Regions from separate parts of the Mus musculus genome. Here region 2 is linked to region 1. A link is a contact called in public HiChIP or PLAC-seq data. All regions are on one chromosome and are shown on one strand. The core of a region is the stretch at or near the end of the contact, and the rest is flanking DNA. Distances in the headings are between cores, read along the strand shown. Region 1 overlaps Slc1a3 (solute carrier family 1 (glial high affinity glutamate transporter), member 3). Region 2 overlaps Gm31340 (a long non-coding RNA gene).

The links. HiChIP or PLAC-seq counts read pairs in DNA pulled down with a chosen protein or histone mark.
Region 2: an H3K27ac HiChIP or PLAC-seq map of epiblast stem cells shows a contact between it and region 1. The contact joins two enhancer-like sites. A contact is called at or near these places in 2 of 39 promoter capture datasets (frontonasal cranial neural crest and second pharyngeal arch cranial neural crest), 6 of 115 datasets of contacts at active chromatin or transcription factors (embryonic stem cells, epiblast stem cells, microglia and 3 more) and 1 of 9 other capture datasets (pancreatic islet).

Annotation. Positions count from the first base shown.
Region 1 is chr15:8,695,570-8,700,278 of GRCm38.p6, reverse strand. The region is part of intron 2 of Slc1a3 (solute carrier family 1 (glial high affinity glutamate transporter), member 3); the gene reads left to right. Among named protein-coding and RNA genes, the nearest start is that of Slc1a3, 13 kb to the left of the region's middle. Within about 2 kb of position 1,593, at least 35 of the 459 cell types and tissues checked have an H3K27ac peak or open chromatin away from gene starts, as enhancers often do. A contact at or near this core is called in embryonic stem cells, epiblast stem cells and stem cell-derived epiblast-like cells, where this site is marked.
Region 2 is chr15:8,830,996-8,836,241 of GRCm38.p6, reverse strand. All of the region lies in intron 3 of Gm31340 (a long non-coding RNA gene), which reads right to left. Among named protein-coding and RNA genes, the nearest start is that of Gm31340, 120 kb to the right of the region's middle. Within about 2 kb of position 3,866, at least 21 of the 459 cell types and tissues checked have an H3K27ac peak or open chromatin away from gene starts, as enhancers often do. A contact at or near this core is called in embryonic stem cells, epiblast stem cells and stem cell-derived epiblast-like cells, where this site is marked.

The DNA.
Region 1 (4,709 bases), core at 344-2,843:
TAGTTCTTCATTATCTCTGAACCACAGTGTCTGTGGGTACCATAAATTATTTAAGCAATCCATAGTTAATGAACATTTGAGTTGTTTTAGCCTTTATATCTCACTTATAAAAACAGTGTGATGGATAATATTGTATTGGATAAATATTGTATTATTATTTCATGCTGGTAAAATAGAATTGTGTGTTATAGCCTTAGAAATAAAGTTGATGAGTCTGAAGGAGTTTTGATAAGTATATATTGATGTTTATAAAAAGATAAAGAGAGGAGGGGATATGTTTTGTGGAGGTGTGGTGAGGTGTGGGGCATCTCTTCCCCATGAGGGACCAGCCACATGAAGGTATAGTATAGAATAGCGTTTATTCAGGGCATGGGAAGGGGAGTTAAGAGGGTAGTAGAGGCAGAGAAAGGGAGAGGGAGAGGGAGAGGGAGAGGGAGAGGGAGAGGGAGAGGGAGAGGGAGAGGGAGAGGGAGAGGGAGAGGGAGAGGGAGAGGGAGAGGGAGAGGGAGAGAGAGAGAGAGAGAGAGAGAGAGAGAGAGAGAGAGAGAAGAGACATAGAGGCCCACTATGAGCACGAGGAGAGGGGGGGGAGGGGAGTAGGAGAGAGGGGGGAGGGGGCAAGAGAACCGAAAGGGAACCAGAAGGCAAGAGCAAGGACAAGAGGAGGGGGCAAACAGCTCCTTTTATAGTGAGTCAGGAACACCTGGCTATTGCCAGGTAACTTTAGGGTGGAGCTTAGACAAAATGCTAACATGTATAATTTCTGTTCCATAGAGGTTATAGCAATTTGCTTATCTGGATTGTAGGGTTTTGTTATTGTTTTAAGCTCTTTTCTGTTATCACTGCCAGACTTAAAAATGAGTGAGCTTGCCGGGCGTGGTGGCGCACGCCTTTAAGCCCAGCACTCGGGAGGCAGAGACAGGCGGATTTCTGAGTTCGAGGTCAGCCTGTTCTACAGAGTGAGTTCCAGGACAGCCAGGGCTACACAGAGAAACCCTGTCTCGAAAAAAAATAACAAAACAAAACACCGAAAAAGAAAGAAAACAAAAGAAATCTTTATAAAGGAATACAATTTGGGGGGCTAGAATTAAGCAAATTCTGGTATTCTGTCTCCTTCCAAAGTTTGGATTCGCTTCAGATGAGATGTCCAAAGCAGTTATTTGTGTTTGTCATTGAACCTTTAAAGCACTTGCTTATCCCTTATCATTTATGTCCTTCATTCAAACCAAAAGAGATGGGACAGGGTTTTGGGTTTTAGTTTTTCTGCCTGGAACTTCTCCTTCGGCTTAGCAGTTTAGACACTCATGCTTTGTGCAACAAGGGCTTTAGAAATAAGCGGCCACTGGGGATCAGACTCAAAAAGCTGAGAGGCACTGCCTCCCAGGCCAGCCCTGGCTCTTAGCTGAGGCATCCCAGGCTCAGGCAGCCCATGAACAGAGTCTGAATACAAGAGGGGCTCACTGAGTGTCAGAGAAGATAAAGTCCAGGGATGATGACACTTGTATTACACAGAGACGTGTACACAGTGAGCAGAGGCTCTGAAGGAATGCAAGCAGGTAGGACTGGCTCACTGATTGTGCAAGCCTAGGACACGGTCACGAGTGGTACCATGGGGAATTGGAAATGTTTGCCCGAACTTCATTCTGACTCTCCGCTCACTCATAGTAATATCTTTTTCAAGGCAGGAAGTCAGCAGATTCTAAGGATGTTGGCTGTGCTCTTAGTGTAAAAATTATCTTTCAGAGGCTTTTTTTTTCTTTGCTCTAAACAATATATTGGACATGTAAAAGACCTCTCTGGGTTATTTGTAAATTAAATTTTCATTTCACACAGGTTTTTTTTTGGGGGGGGGGAGGGGGAGTGTGGGGAATCCAAAGTAAACCTGTGCTTCTATTCACACAGTGTTGTAAGCTTTTAGGAACAGAGCTCCTGGCTTTTCTCAAAACTAAAAGGTTCCCAGACTGCTCCCAGTCCTGGTGTCTCCACTCTGGCCATCCTTCTGTCACCCTGAGCTGGCTCCTCTGAGTAATAAGGGAGAAGCAAGGTGGGAACAGGTATTTCCCACCTCAGCAACAGGAAATACCACAGGACAAAAGAGTGACCCAAGCCAGGGCTGGAATCTCTCCGGGATGTGGGAGAGAGCTGCAAGGTTGCCTCCAACACAAAGGCGCTTCTTACCAGGAAACGGTGGAAGTTTGAATGGAAACAAAAGGCAGGGGATAAGGGCCCAGCAGAGCTCTTGGTCAGGTAAATTCTCCATTCTGCCTTTGACCTGCCTTAAAAACAAGCTGGTGAAAAGTTACACTACCAGGTTCACCAGACTGGCCCGAGGAGCTTGGCCTACAACGTCTCCAAATTGGGAAATAAATCCTGAAATAGAAACATTGATTCAATCCCTCAAATAATCATTTATTGCTATAAAACTAGAATAGAGGACAGGAGAGATGCCTCCCTGGTTAAGAGCACTGCCTGCTCTTCCAGAGGACCTGGTTCAGGTCCCAGCAGCCACCCACGAGGCAGCTAGTAACCATCTGTGACTACAGTTCCAGGAGAGCTTATGCATTCTTCTTCTGTCACCACAGAAAGGGGGAGGGGCCTTCAGCCTCCACAGGCACCAGACACTCAAGTGGTACATAAACAGCCACGCATGCAGCACCTGTGCATGTGAAGTTTAAAGGTAGAAGTGTGGTAGCCAAGCATTTCTTACATGCCTATGAGGGAGCTTAGAGGTCGTTAGAAAAAATAAGCTGAATTCAAGTGAATGCTTGGAGTTATATAACTCCAAATATTTAGCTGAGAATCTTAAAGATCTAAAGGATGTTAGGGGGCTGAAGAGATGACTCAGCGGTTAAGAGCACTGATTGCTCTTCCAGAGGTCCTGAGTTCAAATCCCAGCAACCACATGGTGGCTCACAACCATCTGTAATGAGATCTGATGCCCTCTTCTGGTGTGTCTGAAGACAGCTACAGTGTACTCATATACATAAAATAAATCTTTAAAAAAATAAAAATAAAATAAGCAAACAAACAAGTTCATATCCACACTTGAGTAGGTCTTGTTCTTTCTCGGAACACCTCCACTTTGTGTTTATAAATCTACATTAAAATGTCTTTAACGGAACTGCAACACTTCTTTGAGAAGCTTGCCCCATGGCTATAGTGAGCTCTGCTCTTTCCTGACAACTTTCTTTTTTCAACAAACTCCAGCTCTGCTCCACGCTGTCTCATCCCTCCACACTGAAGCCCTGAATCTTGGATTTAACCTGAGTTGGGGTCCTCTAAAATTAGGTGAGCTCTTCAGGTTTTACTGGTGACAGCGTGGCACTGGCCTCTGTCTTCCTGCTAGTGGTGCTGCTGGCCTCCTCTGTCTCCAACTCACTAGCCCCAGATGCCTCTAAATGCCTGGGGAGGCTGTGCTTCCTCTAAAGTTTAGCTTCTGTGTCTCCTTCATGATGCCTCTCCTGCTAGTGGTGCTGCTGGCCTCCTCTGTCTCCAACTCACTAGCCCCAGATGCCTCTAAATGCTAGAGGAGGCTGTGCTTCCTCTAAAGTTTAGCTTCTGTGTCTCCTTCATGATGCCTCTCCTGACTTTGCTTCTCCTGAGCCAGCTTCATCAGCTCCTGAAGTTCTTATCTCTCCCCTCCCAGTTTATAATATTTATTATTTCCACTCTCTCCTAAAATTCATACTTTGTAAAGATGAACATCTCTGTTAGTTCTGTTCACTGACATATATTAAGTCCCTAAAACAATTCTTGGTCCATAATAGATGTTTAATGTATTGCTGAGTAAATGACCAAAGGAAGAACAGGACTGATTTTCTCTTGGCTGACGACATGGAGCACACGTCTGTCGGTAAGACTCTCTTGGGTCTGTAACACCAGTAAACCTTACGTCCTACTACACTTAGTGAGCACAGCCCTACTCCAAAGAACAGCCCTTCTGCTTAAAACAGTGTGACTTCTTCCTGCACTGTGCACCTGGATCTTGAACAAATTATGAAATCCTGCATGCTTGAGTTTCTAGATTCCCAAGTGAAGACTGGCGTGATTGTGCTAGAACCTTCTCTTGTGAGGTAGGCTTTTAGGCAGGTAGGGAACGAGTGTAGCTCTGTAGAAAGATTGGGAGTTCAGTGACGATGTTTTGGGGCCTGAACCACCAGCAAGTTAGGCTACAAGATAATTTATACAAATGATTGAATCCCCATATGAAATCTACAAGACTCATCATTTCTCTCTGATGAGGAGACAAGGTGTGGTAAGCCATTTGTGTTGTAGTAAGCAATGTTACAAAACAAGCTTTCAAACTCCTTCCCTGGAAGTCTTCAAGCCATATAATCTCACCAGATGGTTTTTCTTCTCTTCTCTTCTCTTCTCTTCTCTTCTCTTCTCTTCTCTTCTCTTCTCTTCTCTTCTCTTTCTAACCTGCAAAATGGGAGTAGGTTAAAATAGGTGGTATCTTTAATTATATATAAGTAAAGATTTATTATATATATATATATATATGTGTAGCTTTCTTCGGACACTCCAAAAGTGGGCATCAGATCTCATTACAGATGGTTGTGAGCCACCATGTGGTTGCTGGGAATTGAACTGAGGAACTCTGGAAGAGCAATCAGTGCTCTTAACCACTGAGCCATCTCTCCAGCCCCCTAAGATAGATAGATAGATAGATAGATAGATAGATAGATAGATAGATAGATAGATACATA
Region 2 (5,246 bases), core at 2,617-5,116, 130 kb before region 1:
TAAACCACGAACCAAAGAGTACACATGGTGGACTCATAGCTCTAGCTGCATATGTAGCAGAGGATGACCTAGTTGGACATCAATGAGAGGTTTTTGGTCTTCTGAAGGTTCTATGCCCCAGTGTGGGAGAATTCCAGAGCCAGGAATCGGAAGTGGGTGGGTGGGTGAGCAGGAGGAGGGTGAAGTGGATAGGTAGAGGGTGTTTTTCAGAGGGGAAACCAGGAACGGGGATATCATCTAAAATGTAAATAAAGAAAATATCCAATAAAAATTAATAAATTTGGGATGGCACACACCTGTAATCCCCATGAAGACCCTAATTCCAAGGTTATCTTCATCTACAGAAGTCAGTTTGAGGCCAGCCTGTCTCAAAAATACCAGAAATAAGGAAATTTTTTGGAATAAATTTAAATTGTTTTAATGAAAGAAAAGTACCTTTAAAATATCAGTGTGTTTTTTAATAAGAGGAATTTCCTGTAAAAATAATTGAAATATTTAGACAAGTGCAATATATAAATTTTAATTGACTCCTGAATTTTTAAAGCTCTGTAGAAAAACATTTTCAAAAATCTATCAAATTTAAGCATGGACTGGGTATCGAGGAAACTATATAATGTGTTCGCTTTTCAAGCTGTGGCTGATGGGCACAATTAATCATGATGTTGATGGCTTATGGTAGGAAAATCTGTGTAGACTCGTGCAAGTGTGACAAACTGTCAGAAAAGGTTGACACTAAGTACAGGTGGTACACACTGTGCTGTCACTAAACTTTCTATCAATCAAAATGGGACGATAATTAACAGATAAAATAAATACAGAGCAAAGAATATACAGTTTCCTGTTGCCTTGACAGGGCTTTCACTGTGTAGTCCTCAAACTTTAAATCCCCCTTCCTCAGCCCCTGGGTGCTATGACAGACATGCACCTCTATGCCCAGCCCAAGTAATGGCCATTTTAAAAGATCAACCAACTACCTGACAAGGAAAAAGGAAGCAGAGTGAGTAAAAAGGCAGAGTGGGCAAACAGCCAAAGCAAGGACAACCAGCTATGAGTTGGGACTTATAACTGAGTCAACTCTCAGCATCTGAAAAAGACCACATAAATCTCTAAGTCAGTCAAAAGAGACCCCTCTTTAGTGCTGAGAGCAAAGCCATGGGAGGGTGAGCACGTGAACCCAAGACCCATGCCATGCCACAGTGGCAGCCTCCTCAGAGCTCTTGCATGCAGTCCGATTCTAGATCAGATACCCAATACTGAGACCTTTTAATACAGTTACTCATCTTGTGGTAACCCCCAGCCTTAAAATTATTTTTGTTGCTACTTTGTAACTGTAATTTTGCTACTGTTATAAATTGTAACGTAAATATCTGATATGCAAGATATCTGATATTGAACCCTCTGAACGGGTTATTTTGACACCCCCCACCTCACAAGGGGTTGAGAACCGCTGGTCTAGGTGCTTCCAGACCTATTTTGTAAAATGTTATCTCCCTTATATTATTTGAAAAAATACTCAAAAACCCCATGGATTACAGCTAAATCACAAAGGGTAAATTCATCCACTGAGATACGGACAGATACACCCGAAAGTACAACACCTTGACCCTCCTCCAAGAATGTAACTAATTGTTCTCATTTGTTTCAGTTGCCTTCGCAACTTGGAAATATCCCAGAAGTATTCTGTGCAGCTGCCTGGTACACCAGGGGAGGAATGTATAGATGCCATGGACCTGGTCCCCACCAGGTCTCACTGTGCTTGATCGTCAGGGAAGAAAGCCAGACTGCCCCACCTGCCTTGCTGACCTACAGTTAAATAAACACCCTCCCAGGAGATGCACAGAGACTGTGGGCAGGGCAAAGGAAGCAGAGGAAGCTCTCCAGGGGTGAGAATCCTGACACCCCTCATCCCAGCCCCCAGTCCAGTTCTGAGAGCCTGGTAAGTAGTCCGCATGTGTTTGTCAACTGAATACATGAATGAATGACCTGATAGCGCCTGTGCGGTTCAGGCTGAGAGGAAGGGCAAATGGATACAAAAACCAAGATGTTGTCACTAAACTGAATGAGCAAATGATTTGAATTAAACCATCTCCCCAGGAATCAATGGGAGGAGAGATCCTTGGTCCTATCAAGGCTCAATAGATGCCCCAGTGTAGGGGAATCAATGGCAGGGAGGTGGGAGTGGGTGGGTGGGCGGAGGAACACCCTCACAGAAGCAGGGGGAGGGAGGATGGAATAGAGGCTTGGGGGGGGGGGGGGAAGGGAATAACATTTGAAATGTAAATAAAGAAAATATCCAATTTTTTAAAAAAAGCCAGAACCTCCTCTCCCCCAGTAAAAACAACAACAACAAAAACAAAACAAAACAAAAACTGGCAGATATGGCTATACACCATTTGTTTTTTAGTAAGTTAAAACAATTTTAAGTTAACATAATAAACGTTAAGACTGCTGCCAATGTAAGTAAGAAAACAAGCCTAACTAGAAACAAATTGTTCGTTTGTGCTGAGAACCAAAGTATTCTGTGACCAACAGCCAAGGCCCAGGCCTCCCAAACCCACTGAAACAACTCTCTCTGGAATTTCCAGTTTAGGGGTGCCAACCCCCAGTCCTTTTTATCAACCACAAGAGTTTTCATTTCACCCCAGAAGCATCACAACATTCTTCCCTAACTTTTCTAAGCCAAGCATCTTAATGTGCCATGTGACTGGGAAATAAGAAGGAAATGCTGTGAAATCAGAGAAGCCATGATAAATCTATAAATAAATAAATCAATGTTCGAAATTCTCCATTAGTCTAGACATGCATTTGTTTCTGCAAAATTCCACATTCCCCAAATCTAGAAAAATACAAGAGAAACTAAACAGTCTCTAGAGTTGCTTGTGCTTGGGGGTGGGAGTGTAGATATGTATGTATATCCCATTAATAGGTTGCTTCTCTCCACTATTTGATTCTCCAAACCAGAAGAGGTACAGCTCACAGGATGAGAGACGCCAAGCTTGTTGGGGGCTGGCACAGGGTAAACAGTTTGGCCTTGCTTAAATTATTTTAAGTAATTGAAAACATCACACTGCTGGCCAGCTGCCCAAGACACAGAATGGTGGACAGGGAAACCAAAGGTTGGGGCTGCTCTTCAAACATGGCCCAAATAGCTAGTTGTACTGGCTGGTTTTGTGTCAACTTGACACAGCTGGAGTTATCACAGAGAAAGGAGCTTCACTTGAGGAAATGCCTCCATGAGATCCAACTGTAAGGCATTTTCTCAATTAGTGATCAAGGGGGAAAGGCTCCTTGTGGGTGGGACAATCTCTGGGCTGGTAATCTTGGTTCTATAAGAGAGCAGGCTGAGCAAGCCAGGGGAAGCAAGCCAGTAAAGAACATCCCTCCATGGCCTCTGCATCAGCTCCTGCTCACTGACCTGCTTGAGTTCCAGTCCTGACTTTCTTCAGTCATGAACAGCAATATGGAAAGTGTAAGCTGAATAAACCCTTTCCTCCCCAACTGCTTCTTGGTCATGATGTTTGTGCAGGAATAGAAACCCTGACTAAGACACTGGTCAAAGGTGGGAATGGTAGTAGATTTAAAGCAAGAAATTAAGTGGTGATTCTAAGTCTGCCCATTACACCCACCTCCCCTTGCTACGCCATCACGGGAATCCACCTGTGGCACGTCCATCTCCTCAGGCTTCTCCTTCAGGCTCCCTTACCAAATCACCTGGTTTTAATTTGATGGAAAATTAGCTCATTAAGCCCCCAGTTCCTTTCCAAGCTTCACCTGAACAGATTGCCCATTTGTGGCCTCTTCTTAGAGCTGTGTTGGTCAAACTCCGATCCAAACTCCAGGGCTGGGATGATGTCCAACTCTGAGTCAGGTACTGTGCTGGGAAACATCTCCTCTTGTAGGCATTTGTTCAATGTCACGGCTCTGAGCTGCGGGCTGGGGGAGAGCTTGCTTTCTGATTTTCCCTTCTTTTGGAAATGCATTTTTGTAGCTTCCCCCAGCCTGAAGCAGGCTGTTGCAAACCTTGCTGCCACTGAGAATGAGACCACCTGGGGTGGAGCCTTCTGACCTAGATGGCTCTATTGTTCTGTCACCTGCTGCTCTCCTCCAAGACACTGCTACCTGCTGAGAGGCCCCTAAGATATTCCGGAGGCACATCCTATCCTGCAAGTCACCTGCGGGCTGGCTCCAGGCACCAACAATGGATTGGTGGGGGATGGGCTTTCCCCTTTTTAAGCACAGTCTCTGAGTAAAATCGTGGGCCTTGATCAGAGAAAAATTGTCTTGGCTTCATTATCTTTTCTCGCAGTTTAAGTCTCTTTCAGCCCCAGCCTGCCTTCCAGAAATACCCAGTTCATGTAGGCCACGGGCCGGCTTACAACACATTTTAATCTTGCTTGGAATATTATTTCTTTCTTTCTGCTCCTGCAGGTTGAAGCCAACAAGCCCGCAGGGTGCCTGCCTGCTAGTCCCAGGAAAGTAAAACAGGCTACAATCTGTTCTGATTCACAAGTCACTACCTAGGGTTTTAAACACTGCTTTTAAAGCTCATATTCTGTTTCAAGCAAAGAAACTCAGGATTACTGCTTGGGCTAATCACTGAGGCCTAAACAAGTCATCTTTATCAAGGCTAGACAGAGCAGGACTGTAACCCCAGCTACTCAGGAGGCAGAGGCAGGAGGATTGCAATTTACTATAGCACTACTTAAGCTATAGTAAAAGTTCGAGGCACTTAATGAGATTACCTCAAGACTTATAAAAAGTTCAAATAGGGCTAGGGATATAGTGTAGTGTTAGAGTATTTGTCTAGTATGCATCATTTCTGGTACGTCAAAACAAGCAAAAAAAGGGGGAAATTCTTCTGGAAAGAGTTATCATTCAGAGTCCCAAGTCTTCCTCCAGAACCATCAGGTAGTGGGTGTGCAAGGAGACTGGGTCAGCACCAGGGCAGGGAAAGGCAAAGGGGAGGATTTGGAGGAAGGAAAGGGAGAAACATAATTATAATTTCAAAAATTAAAAATAAAGCACCTATCAGGAACCCCACATCATTTTAAGAAGTGGTCAAGGAGACATAATCCAGAGTGCTCAGAGCTAAAAACAGCAGGAGTAGAGAGAATTCTAGAGAACATAGTAAATGTGGCCACTTCTGAAATGTAATATTTGTGTTGATTCTTTGGGAATTTCATATCATGCACCCCAGACCTTCCCTGTCAGCTCCCTACCAGTAAAAGTAACTTTTATTCACCAGA